2 separate regions of the Gossypium arboreum genome follow, and region 2 is linked to region 1. A link is a contact called in public Hi-C data. All regions are on one chromosome and are shown on one strand. The core of a region is the stretch at or near the end of the contact, and the rest is flanking DNA. Distances in the headings are between cores, read along the strand shown.

The links. Hi-C and Micro-C count contacts between places; a contact is called where the count stands out from the background.
Region 2: a Hi-C map of leaf shows a contact between it and region 1, with 2.5 times the contacts expected there. The contact joins the promoter of LOC108480206 here to the promoter of LOC108483340 in region 1. A contact is called at or near these places in 2 of 5 Hi-C or Micro-C datasets (both in leaf).

Annotation. Positions count from the first base shown.
Region 1 is chr1:5,977,303-5,984,083 of ASM2569848v2, forward strand. LOC108483340 reads right to left here and starts at 1,659. Exons shown (of 20, transcript XM_053026703.1): 1 at 1,594-1,659; 2 at 1,175-1,215; 3 at 536-639; 4 at 271-357; 5 at 98-173; 6 at 1-8. The coding sequence starts at 1,606.
Region 2 is chr1:6,240,790-6,246,951 of ASM2569848v2, forward strand. It overlaps LOC108480206 (probable aquaporin PIP2-2), which reads left to right and starts at 3,892. Exons shown (of 4, transcript XM_053026731.1): 1 at 3,892-4,352; 2 at 4,431-4,726; 3 at 5,052-5,192; 4 at 5,297-5,613. The coding sequence starts at 3,929. The coding sequence ends at 5,410.

The DNA.
Region 1 (6,781 bases), core at 409-2,908:
TTCATCAACTGCCAAAAAGAGAAAATCATATGAAACAAAACCATAGCAATGTCCATAGCTAAAGATGCATATTCAATAATGCAAATGAAGGCCATACCTCTTCATCCTCGGCTAAAGTCTTCAGAATAACGTCAATCTCACATGTAAATACCTCACAGGCAATGAACGGGAACCTACACAAAAAAGAATAAATAGCATCAGAAAATTTACAATACAAGGAAACACAAAGTAGTCTAGTTCCTTATTCCTGGTTTAATGAAAATTACATACTTGAACGCCCGTTTGCTATCAGCATCCTCTGGAGGCTCTTCAACAACATATCGTAGTAACTGCTCAACCTGGGCTCTATCTCGTAGACTGCACATAAAAAGTCGAGTACATGAAGAACTAGCTCTCTACTAGATTATACAAACACTTGAAAATTTAAGTCATAGCATCCAACCAATTGCAATATACTAAAAAAACTAATTAGAAAGAAAAAAATTAATAATAGCAAAAAACTGGAAAAGCGCAATGTGATAGTGGAAAAATTTACAAATTGATGAGTCGACTATTTAAAGCTTTACACTCTTGGATTATTTCTTCCTCATCCAGAAGCTCTTCCAAAGTAAAGTTCTCCTTGTCTAATATCGACTCCACCTATCAAAGAAAATCGCAGTCAACAAAACTAATCATAATTATAGTAAACAAAAAATTAAAATGAGTCACTCAACAATATTCATAAGAAAATGAGTGGAAATGGAGAATGAACATCAATTAGAAAGCAAATCCAGCAAACTATAATTAGCTTAATATATTTTCACCAATTTGATTCAATAGCAGTTATATTTCATCTTCAAATAAAAGGAACTACAGCCATTACCACATAAACTAGCTTAAAGATTTCTAAAAAACCAAAAAAAAAGATAATCATCGAATCGAGCAATGAAAATTTCCAAACAAGCGGACAAATCTAAGTCAGTGAAGCTACTCTGCTACGGCATCAATGAATCCAAAAGTAAATTAATTATAAAAAGAAGTAAATTTCAACATAACTAAGTTAAAAGAAAAGCACTGATTCAAACCTACAAAGAAAAAAAAATCTAACCAAAAGTTAACAAGTTAATTACAACTAATAAAACTTACTCTAATAAAAGATCTTAAATAATTAACTAATTAAAATAAAATTACTCACCGGACAAGAGGCGGATAGAGATGGGAGCTTCCAAAACATGGCTAAGAACAGAAAAATAGTAGGCAGAGTATCAGATTAGATCTGTAAACCCTAAAAATTACCAGTGAATCTAGGAAATATCGAAAAATAAGGGAAAAAAAGGGGAGATTCAAGAGTAAAGAGAAAAATAATAATAATATTAAAATTAAAAAAACAATTTTTTTTTTGCTGTTATATTATAGTGGTAGCTAAGGAAGGAAGAGAAAAATAAGCTAAAAAAACGTTTTGCAAGTGAAAAGAAAATAAAAAAAGTACAAAAAAGAAGTACTTCGATTCTCAGAAAACTACTTTTAGTTTTATGTCTATGGTTATGGCCAAGAAGAAGGGGAAGGGTTCAAATCATCATGGATGGATGTACACTCACATGCATACATACATACATATATAGTGCATCTGTCCACCAGATGGGATAGCTCATTTGGTTCTTTTTAATTCGAATTTAAATTAAAAGTTTTAAAATATTATTAGATTAAAATATACACTCTCTTTTTAGGGCTTATTTTGCGATGTTAACAAAAAAAATACTTTTTGTTTCAAAAGTATTTTAGAAAAAATTATGCTAAACAAGCGGATAAGAGATGAAATTTTAAGCTTTTTAAAAATGTTTTTTAAGAGCACTCCTCTAATAAGATAATATTTTTTTCTTGATGTTTAATTACAAATGTATTAAAATTATTAATTAAAAATTAAAAATATTTTTTAAATATTAATTATAAATATTTAATAGTTATATTTAAATATTTAAAATGTAGTTTATATATTCTAATTAATTTTTATAAATAATTAATATTTATTGCTTAAAAATATTTGAAATTTATATTTCATATATTAAAATATTAACAACAAATTATAATAATTTCTTTTATATTTTTACTAAAATATAATAATATTAATTAATTTAAATATTATTTAAATGTATATTTGTTACTTGATAATAACATGTTCAAAATTAACATTTTATTTCTCAAAAACACTTTTGACAAGAATGCTAAACACTCAAACTAGCCCTTAGTGGTTGTAGTTTTATAAATTTTAACATTTAATCCATGTATTTAAAAAATTAAAAATTAAGTCATTTATATTTTAGTCCAATCATTAACATTTCAAGGATTTGTTTGAATATCATTGAGTAATTGATTAAAACGGGTAATTACAAGATAATTGTAATTCTCTAGACATGTTCTGTTGATAGAGTATAATTACATTGTAATTTCATATTAAAATATTAATTACTTTAAAAATAATTTCTAAAAAAGTAACAAAAATTAAAATCAAATCATTATATGTATTATATTAGTCTAAAAATTAGTTGACTATCGATTACTAATAAAAATAATAAGAAAAATAAAAATCATATGCAACTTTACTTGATTATTATAGTGCGTTCTTGTTGAGTTATTCCCTTTTTAATATTTAACATATGTCCATTATCATTATCTGCTGGTTCTTGATCGAATTCGTCTGAATTTGAATCTGCATCGTTAAAATTATCTATATCTCATTCTTCCATGTACTCTTAGAAGTAAGAATTATTTCAATTCCACTTATGAATGAAGTTGTGAAATATGAAACATGTTAATGCGATCCAATTTTAATTTTTTATGCTATACTAAGGTGAAATTCTTAATATGGATTTTTTTAAAACAACAAATATCTTCTCAATAACATTTCAAAGCGTTGAATGCCGCAAAATTAAAGAGTTTGCAAGATGTCTATGATGCTTGTGTTTGGCACCATTTTCTTAAATTATATCATATCCCACAATATGGTGCAAAAAATATTTTATATTTACATAATTAGCATTGACCTGATAATATTTGGGTTCACAGTTCAAATAGTTCGTAGCTAAAACTTATATAAACTTAATTTGAATAAAACTTATGCTAGGTTATATCATTTTTATAATACGTAAATTACATAAAAATAATATAAAATTTATAATATACAAGGTTTATAAAAATTATAAATTGTCCAATAACTTTCATAACACTTCTTGTAGATAATATAGTTGTTTCCATAACTTTATAAAAAAATTATAAACAAGTTATGATTAAAAATATATATATAACATTTTATAAACAAGTATACTATTTTTATAATATATGGCATAGATACATAAATAAGTTATGTTCATACTTCTTGCAGGAACAAATTTAGGGAGTGGGCAGAGGCCCAATCCTCTTAAAATGAAAAATTTCTCATTTAGCCAATTTAAAATTTTAAATTAATAAAGGTAAAACTGCACTTTGCCCCTTAAAATGCTAAAATTTTGATTTAATCATTTAAAAATTACATTTTTTTATCATAAAAAATTACAATTTAATTTTGGCCCCCTAAGAGGTTTGCTGGCTTCACCCCTGACTTCTTGGTCTTAATTTTTTTTATAAATAAACATATTATAACACTTTTATAACACGTAAATTATTTTTTATAGTAAACTTTAAAAGTTTTAGGGTTTAAATAATATAAATTTTGTTATAATTTTATAAATCACACAAATTATATTTATAACATATTTTTTAGAATTTATAATATAATAATTTTTGTTATAATTATCTCAAACACTCATATGTGTTCATGTTTATAATATTAATTTTTATAAATTGTATAAAATAACTTTTTAAAATTGGATTTGGTGTAATTACCTATGTAATTATTCTAATTCTCACATTCACCTTAAGAATTGGAAGGTGTAATTCAGGTCTCCCAATTACATCCTATTCAATGAGACCCACCAATTACAATGGTTACCCAGATATGCTATTATTATGTAATTACAAGTGATTGTACTCAAATCAAATTATTAGATAGTTTTCCAAAACTAGCTAATCATTTTTCGTAAAAAGTTTGTCAAATTGACATGTTGTTTAGGCTATCATTATGTGATGTGGCATTTTATTAATGAAAAATAAACATGTTAAATTGAATTTTTTTAATCGAAACTACTGACGACAGTAATGTTGAAATGAGATTTTTAAATTGAAAAAGTAGGAGGATTGAATTTTTTACTTCTAAAGTACAAAGATTAAATCTTAAATTCTATAGAAGTACAGAGACTAGCATCATATTTTAACCATATTATTATTTGATAAAAGTATTTGAGAAGTCCCTCTATTATAGAAACCGGATCATATTAGTATTTGTAATATTAAATGGGTCAATTTAACCCATGTAATATTAGAATGAATCACATAACGCCATTTAGAACAAAATTAACATTTAAAAAAAGAGATGAATTTTTATTCATTTATAGTACAACTCTAAATTAAATATTTCATCTGTAGAATCATGAAAAGCTTTGAAATATAATTCTATTAAATTATAAATGGCAATTTTAAACAATAAATATTAACTCTGTTGAAATTTGCTTTATTTGATTCTTTTAATAGTACAAGATCTAAATATAGTTTATATATTCAAATTAAACTTTACAAATAATTTGTATTAATTATTATAAATATTTCATATTAAAGTATTAATAATGAGTATAATTTTTTTACATTTTATTGAATTATTATAATATTAAAAAATTAAATATTATTTATATATATATTAATTTACAGTATTATGTCTAAAATGAATATTTTATCTCTTGAGAAGTATTGTTTTGAAAATAATCCTAAATATAAATTTTGAGCCAAACGGTTTGAAAACCCTTTTAAAGTTATGCGAAATTAACTTTATATTTGAACTAAATTCTACAATCCTCAATTTATCGATTTTTTATAAAAAATATATATAGTACTTTTAAGATACTTTCAGTAATTTAAGTATAGATATATATTTATATTATAATTTTAATTATTTATAAATCAAATAAAATTTGGGTTACAACAGTCTACATTTTTTTCGAAAATAAAATTATGAATCTAAAATCTAATTTTAAAATTTAAGTAATAATTAAACCAAAATTGAAATTGTTTTCTCAGTATGGTTTAAAGTTATCCTAAATATCACTTCGGTCAAATAAGATTGGATTCAAATAGTAAAACGGATAGCAACACTTCTAGTAATAAAGAAAAGGATAATTTATAATCAAAGTTATTAAATAACTAGTAAATCTATATTTTAGTTATTCAACTTTAAAAATTATAAAATAGTTATTAAAATATTTAAAAAATTCATTTAAATCAACGAATAATCTTCAATTTCATCTCTGCCTAACAATATTAGATTCAAATTGTAAAATAGATAATAACACTTTTAATTATAAAGAAAAGGATAAACTATACTCAAAGATACTAAATTTACGTTTTAGTCACTTAACTTCAAAAAATTACAAAAATGGTCACTAAAATATTTAAAAGTTTTCATTTAAGTCAGTGAATTATTCATAAGTTTTTATTTAAGTCATTGAGATATTAACTTAAAAAAAAGTTCAGCTAGCAAGTTCTAAGCGACAATTCGACGATTAGTACAATGGATTGGTATCCATCAAGGAGTAGAAAAACATACCTAGATCCAAATCGATTTAACCATTAGTTTCGAAGATTGGAGAAGAAAGCTATTTGAATTTTGGATCGCAAATTCATGACATTCAAAGTTGTTTTACGAAAAAAGCCATAAAACAACGATTTTAACAGCCTAGTGATTTAAATAAAAACTTTTAAATAATTTAATAACAATTTTGTAACCTTTTGAATAATAGTGGCCAAAACGTAAAACTACTAATAGTTTAGTGATATTGAATGCAGTTTACCCTAAAAATTGTGGGTCCTACGAAAATAATGTAAAGTAAAAGGTCTCATTCACTGAACTATGTGTTTCAAGTTGACGTATTGTTGCTGCAACCACACGAAGCGTCTCCTTTTTTTGAATTCGTCAAAAAAAGTTTGCCGTCGGATGAAGCTAAAAGTGGTCAACGCATTTCACGTGGACTCTGATCCGCCAATGATGTTCCTAGTTCTGTCAAAGTCACGTGATTTTAGCGTAGCTCGCTCGGCAAATAGGTTTTCTCATGGACGGTCATATATGAATCTATTCTTTTTCAGGCTGATGTAGGGATGCAAAAAAACCCGAAACTCACGGGTTTCGAGCCGATCCGATCATATCTGACAGGGTCAGGTTCTTTTTCTTGAAATTGGATTTTGGGTGGATCACAACACATTAGTTTTACAAAATGGTCGGGTCGAGTGGAGGTCAAGTATAGCATAAAAATCGTTTCATCCATTTAAGTATATTTACGATAATTAGGTTAAAAATTCTTAAATTTTATTACTACTAACACCATTTTACCATTTTTAAGGTGTGTTTGTTGAGTTTAGACTTATTCATCGCTTAGGTCTTAAGATTTATTTGAAATTTGGGAGAGTTTAGGTAAAAATATTAGGCTTGGAAAATGGGTTTGAACAAAAAAAAGTAGGCCTATTTAAAACATGAAGTGAGCTCACACTTAAACATTTAAGACCTGAACTTGACCCGTTTTTAAGTTTATAATATTTTATATTATATTATTTTTATATATTATGTAATTTATAACACATTAAAAAAATAAAATTATACTAAATATATAATACTTTTCTAATGTAAACATTAAAATAATGTTAAAATGACTATATAAAAATTTTC
Region 2 (6,162 bases), core at 2,642-5,141, 270 kb after region 1:
GGATTTTTTTGTTGTTGTTGGAAAGGGTGTTTTTAGCTATATTACCTATTTGGATTAATTAATGACAGTATAAAGGTAGGAAAAAAATAAATTATGTCAAAGTACATTAAAACTCAAATGAGTATAATTGAGGGACCAAAATCATAATTAAACCTATGGATGGAGGGACCAAAATTCTTAATTGAGTATAATTGTGTTGTGAGGCATGTTAGTAAGGTTATGGGTTTAGGGGTTAGGAATGAAGAATACTCATGATCAATCGTCATGTAGGCCTGGAACAACTTGTTTAACCATTTCAAACCATACGCTTCAGCGTTAATAGTAAACCTTGGCTGACATTAGAAGGGACCTCAACCTTATTCCAAAGCTGCTCACCATATAAGCAGTCAGGCAATGGCATAAGTTATCCTGATTCAATGCCTTGCAAACCAGTTCTAGTTCCACTTTGCATGCATTACTTCATATATTGATTTTTGCTACTAGCTCAATGTTTAGTTTTAATTTCATTCTTTCTTTTATGATAATTTAAAATTGTCTTTTAATTTTAAATTTTGATTTTTTTGACTTTCTGAGAATAAAAATTAGTTCAATTGAGTACTATTGTTAATCTTTTTATATTAAATCATTGACTAAAATTAACAAATTCAACAATTTTGATGCACACCAAAGGTTGAGGTTTAGGTTTGAGTCTCGTTATATACAAATCATTTGTGGGCTTTTTATATATATATATTCAAGTTAATGCTTCCAAGTTTTAATAATTAACTTATAATAATTGACCTTGATTAGAATATTGATGTACTTGTAACTTTAAAAGAAAAAGAAACAATTTATATGAACAAACTTAGGAATTCTACCAATTAAAATAAAAGAGTTAATTTTTCATTGTTAGAAAATTCTAAAAGAGCTTTCGATGAAAATATTAACTGGAAGTTAAAATATTTTTTGAACATTAATTTTGTTATAGATTCTTATTATATTTATTTTTTATATAATGTTTAAATCTACTCAGAGATTTTTAATTTTTAAATAGGAGGATAATGATCATTTTACATTGGTAATATTGTTAATGTTAATATAGTTACGATTCAATAAGTTAAAAATTAAAATATTATATTATTGAAATGTTATATATATTGTGTTATTGAAGCGTATTTGGTGTGGTAGCATAAAAAATAGAGAGTATAGTTTTTTAGTTCTTTTTGTATAGATGAATGAGAGGAGTTGTTTAATAAACTAATCTGAGAAAATTTTGTTTAAACATTATAGATTGCAATGTGATTAATTTAGCAAGTCTCCAACCTTTGTGGAGTGGGATAAGTGATCCTTCATTGGTAGGGTAAAGTATTAAGGATTAGATGATGATATCACTCTTACTAAAAGTCTTATTAGAAAAACATTTGCCTGAAATTTCCTCCTCACCGTCCACCCAATGGGGCACTATAAATCAAGAGAAGTTGATTTCATACTCATCGGACACGTGGTGTCTTTCTAGCCGTAACTTTCATTCAAGAAAGACTGATAGCTGTTCCAAATGGAATGGAATTATTGAGTTTGAATTATGAATTAGTAGAATTATATATTTATTAAGTCTTTTAAAAAAATTGAATTTGAGTTTTATGAATGAAAAATTTCATTCAAAGAATAACGATAGAAGTAGAAAAAAAATAGAGGAAAATTGGACTATAAATTTTGAGAGGTCAAAATATAATTTAATCATTATATTAATTTATAATTTTAGTCTTTCGAAAATAATTTCATTTTGAGGTTAAAACTTTCTTAAATTAATCTCTTATTATTTAAAAATTAAATTTCAAATTTAGTTAAGATTTAATATGATTATCAAACACTAAAGAGTATCAAAGTCGTGTAATTTTTATAAATGTAGAAATTATATAGAAATGGAACTCAAACATGAAATTAATGTCATTAGTACATAAATTTTTTTATCACGCGACTAATGATTGAATTAATAAACAGACGAAGTTATCATATAATTATTTATATGCTACGATGATGGAGTTATGAGGGTAACGTTTCGAGATTTTTATATGTAAAATTGAGTTGGAATGGTGGGTCCATTTTTACATTAATGTCAACATTTTGCAAAACATTATACAAATATTATTTGTCAGCATTATTGTTAGTCTAAATGGTCGGTCTCCTTTAATTTTTTAGAAAATTTTATACAAAATTTATACTTCTCCTAAAAGAATTAATTTTCCAATCAACAAAGTTTACATAATAATAAAATGTTAACCATATAAATTTGTTCAATATCTGAAAATAATTTTAACTTAAAATAATTTAAATCTCAATTAATTTAAATTGAGATGCATATCAATTTAGAATGATTTGAAAATTTAAAATTTGATTTATTCCAATCTAAAATATCCAATTTGAAACTATTTTGATGGAGAAATTCGATGGTGAGACATCCTAGATGTTTATCATTTAGGATGTTTAATTTTATTTAAGCAACTAAATTTGTTTGACTGCCAAGAAAATGATTAAGGATCCCTCTGGATACCATTTCACCCATGATGAGATAGAATTAGGGTATACGCCTTATAAACGGTGAAGCAACTTTCTCTTTACACTTGTGGTGAAGTGTAGTGGGTTAGTTGAATTGCACCATAGCCCTCAATTTTAGCTGGTGCTTTACGCTTTAATAGGAGTAAATTTACTTTGGTGGAGAATTGTTTTACAAAAATATTCTTTTTGAGTTATTTTAATTAAAGTTTATTATTGTCTTTAATAGGTAATTTCTATTCCCACTTCACAGTTATAATTGAGTTTAAATCCAAATACAAATTTACTCTTATTTTTAATTTCACTGCTACAAACTTTTAACTAATCACTATATTAATTAAACTCACTCTGACCTTTCTTTTAAACTCATTAGAAATAAATAGATTGGTGATTCAAATTAACCCTAAATCAACGAGGGAAAAAAATAAAAAAAAAATAAAAGAAAAGAAGAAAATTGAAATAGGTGGTTGAAAATCAAAACCATGCACATGTCAATGATTAAACAATAACAACAAAACATGAACCACATATTCATATTTTCTTGCAAAAATTAAATTTGGCTTTTAGGTATATATTCAGAGTCATAAGTTTATCACCAGCCCACCATACGACAGCAGTTTTGCTTTATTTAAATAATAATTCATTTAATAATTAAGGAATCTGACCTTTTATTTATTTATTTATACTAAAAGATAATGTTGTTTTTTTTATTTTTTAATATTATTGAATTTACTTTATTTATTTAGGGTTTTGCTTTTTAGTAGTTGTATGTTTAATTTGTATTTTCTCATCAAACAAGTTTGGTGGATTATAGAAGAGCATCATCCATTAAATGTAAAAGGGATTAATTGTGATTCTAGTCTATCTAAAATTCTAAAATTTGATATTTAATCTATAATAATATTAGCATGTTTAAATTGACACACTTTGACTAGCTATTGTTAAAACGATCATGTGAAATTTTTTTAAAAACACCCTAAGTGTTTAATTGAACATGGTTAACTGAATTTTGAGATGGCTTTGATTGTGTAATAGAATAAGAAATTTTTAAAAAAAATTCATACCATCACTATAATTATAACAACAAACTGTGTTATCAAGTTTGAATTGTTAATAACATTTATAAAAGTAAAGGACCAAAGTAATGAGATTAAATTTTAAATTTCAATTTAATAAAGGGATTAAAATGAGAATTAGCCCTAAATGCAAGTAAGACAGTTGAAAACTTTAAAAAAATTATAGTGAAATTAGAAAAAGAAAAACAAATGTATAGTTAAGGGTGGGACCATGCAAATGAAGATAATCTAAAGTTGGACGGCTTAGAATAAATGTTAAAAATAATCACATCATAATCAATCACCTTAATCACTATCATCATCATGATGTCGCCTCCTCTATGTTTGCCCCTTATATACACTCCCTCTCCCTCTCCCTCTCCCTCTCACCACTCTTCACCCATAGCTTAAACGAACATTTTCACAGCTTAAAACACAATATGACTAAAGATATTGAGACCACGGCGGAGCAAGGCGGCGGAGCGGAGTTCTCAGCGAAGGACTACCATGACCCACCACCGGCACCGTTGATTGACATGGAAGAACTCACCAAATGGTCGCTTTATAGGGCGGCGATCGCTGAGTTCATTGCCACCCTTCTTTTCTTGTATGTCACGGTGTTGACTGTGATCGGGTATAAAGTCCAAACCGACCCGGTAAAGAATACTAATGACCCGGATTGTGGTGGTGTTGGTATACTTGGTATTGCTTGGGCTTTTGGTGGCATGATCTTTATCCTTGTTTACTGCACTGCTGGTATCTCTGGTGAGTGTATAATTAAATGCAAACTTTTAGTATAACCTTGGGTGAGGAAAACACTGTTGAAACGTGTGAACCCAACAGGAGGACACATCAACCCGGCGGTGACGTTTGGACTGTTCGTGGGGCGGAAGGTGTCACTGATCCGAGCCCTGTTGTACATGGTGGCTCAGTGCTTGGGTGCAATCTGTGGGTGTGGGTTGGTGAAGGCTTTCCAAAAGACTTACTACAATAGCTATGGAGGTGGTGCCAACGAGCTCCAAGATGGGTTCAACAAGGGCACCGGCTTGGGTGCTGAGATCATTGGCACCTTCGTTCTTGTCTACACTGTCTTCTCAGCCACTGATCCCAAGAGGAGTGCAAGGGATTCCCATGTTCCTGTATGTTCCCTTCTCTCTTCTATAAATGAATCAATATTTATATTTGAGTCAAATTAAGAAATTGAAAGAAAATTAGGGGATCAATTAGGATACTACTTTTGTAGATTGTCCATATGTAGATTTTGTTATACACAATCAATTTTTCACTAATTTCCTTAGTAGGAACTTTCATGGTTAGGCATATAGGAGGGTTGCCAACTTGCCATATAAGTCCCTCTTATTATTAATTTTTTTCTCAATTTTGAAATTATAAACATTATGAGTAATTATTTTCTTTGTATGCAAAAAAAAAATATATATATATATATATATATATATATTTAAGGTCTTGGCACCACTTCCCATTGGATTTGCCGTGTTCATGGTTCACCTTGCCACAATCCCTATCACTGGCACTGGCATCAACCCAGCAAGGAGCTTTGGAGCTGCTGTGATTTACAACCAAGAAAAAGCTTGGGATGATCAAGTAAATTTCCTTTTCTTTTTTTTTTTATACTTTTACTAAAAATATAAAATTTACATTTCCATTGAAAAAAAATTTTAAATGAAATTCATGTGGTGTTATTTCAGTGGATATTCTGGGTTGGACCCTTCATTGGTGCTTTCGTTGCAGCCTTTTACCACCAATACATCCTAAGAGCAGCAGCAATTAAAGCCCTTGGATCTTTCAGGAGCAATGCTTAAAAACATTTCACCTTTATTACAATAAGAAAACAATGATGTAATAACAAATGAGGAATGAGTGCAAGTTTATGTCTTGTGGGAGGGGTTCCCTTTTGCAGTTTATTTTCTATACCATTGACAAGGGGGGCCATTGAAATGTAAATAATAAAAGAAAACAAGAATTATCGATAAGGGTGTCTTTTCAATCCCTGTTTGTTTCTAAATTTTTGTTGCTTTTTAAATGTATTTTTATATAAGTGTTGTCATCTTTTTATCATCTCCATTTCTTTTAATCTTGTTGTATTTTGTAAGTATAATACTATTGTTTTGAGTCTTAATCACTTTCTTTAAATTATTTTTTATCTTATCTATTTATTTTGTATTGACTTGCAACTCGCAACTCAAGTTAAGCATGCTTTCAAGATTTTCATCCTGAAAAAAATTAAATCCAAATGTAAATCTAATAAAATTTTTGGTGTGGCATTAAGCTATTGAAAATAGATTCTTAATAAGATATTAGTTTATCCAACTGCTTCTTTTCAAACTGAAATTACTTAATCTTCCTAAACTTTTGATTAATTATGACTTACAATGTGGTCAAATTACAGTTCTAGTCCATTTACCGTTAATGTTATTAAACTTGTCATGCTGACATTGATTTTGTGTATGTGTGAAAGGGTATTTTTTAAAAAATATTCATATCAACATTTTAATTGAATAATTAACAATTCAAACTAATTAATAACATTATAAAAATATATATTCTAAATTTA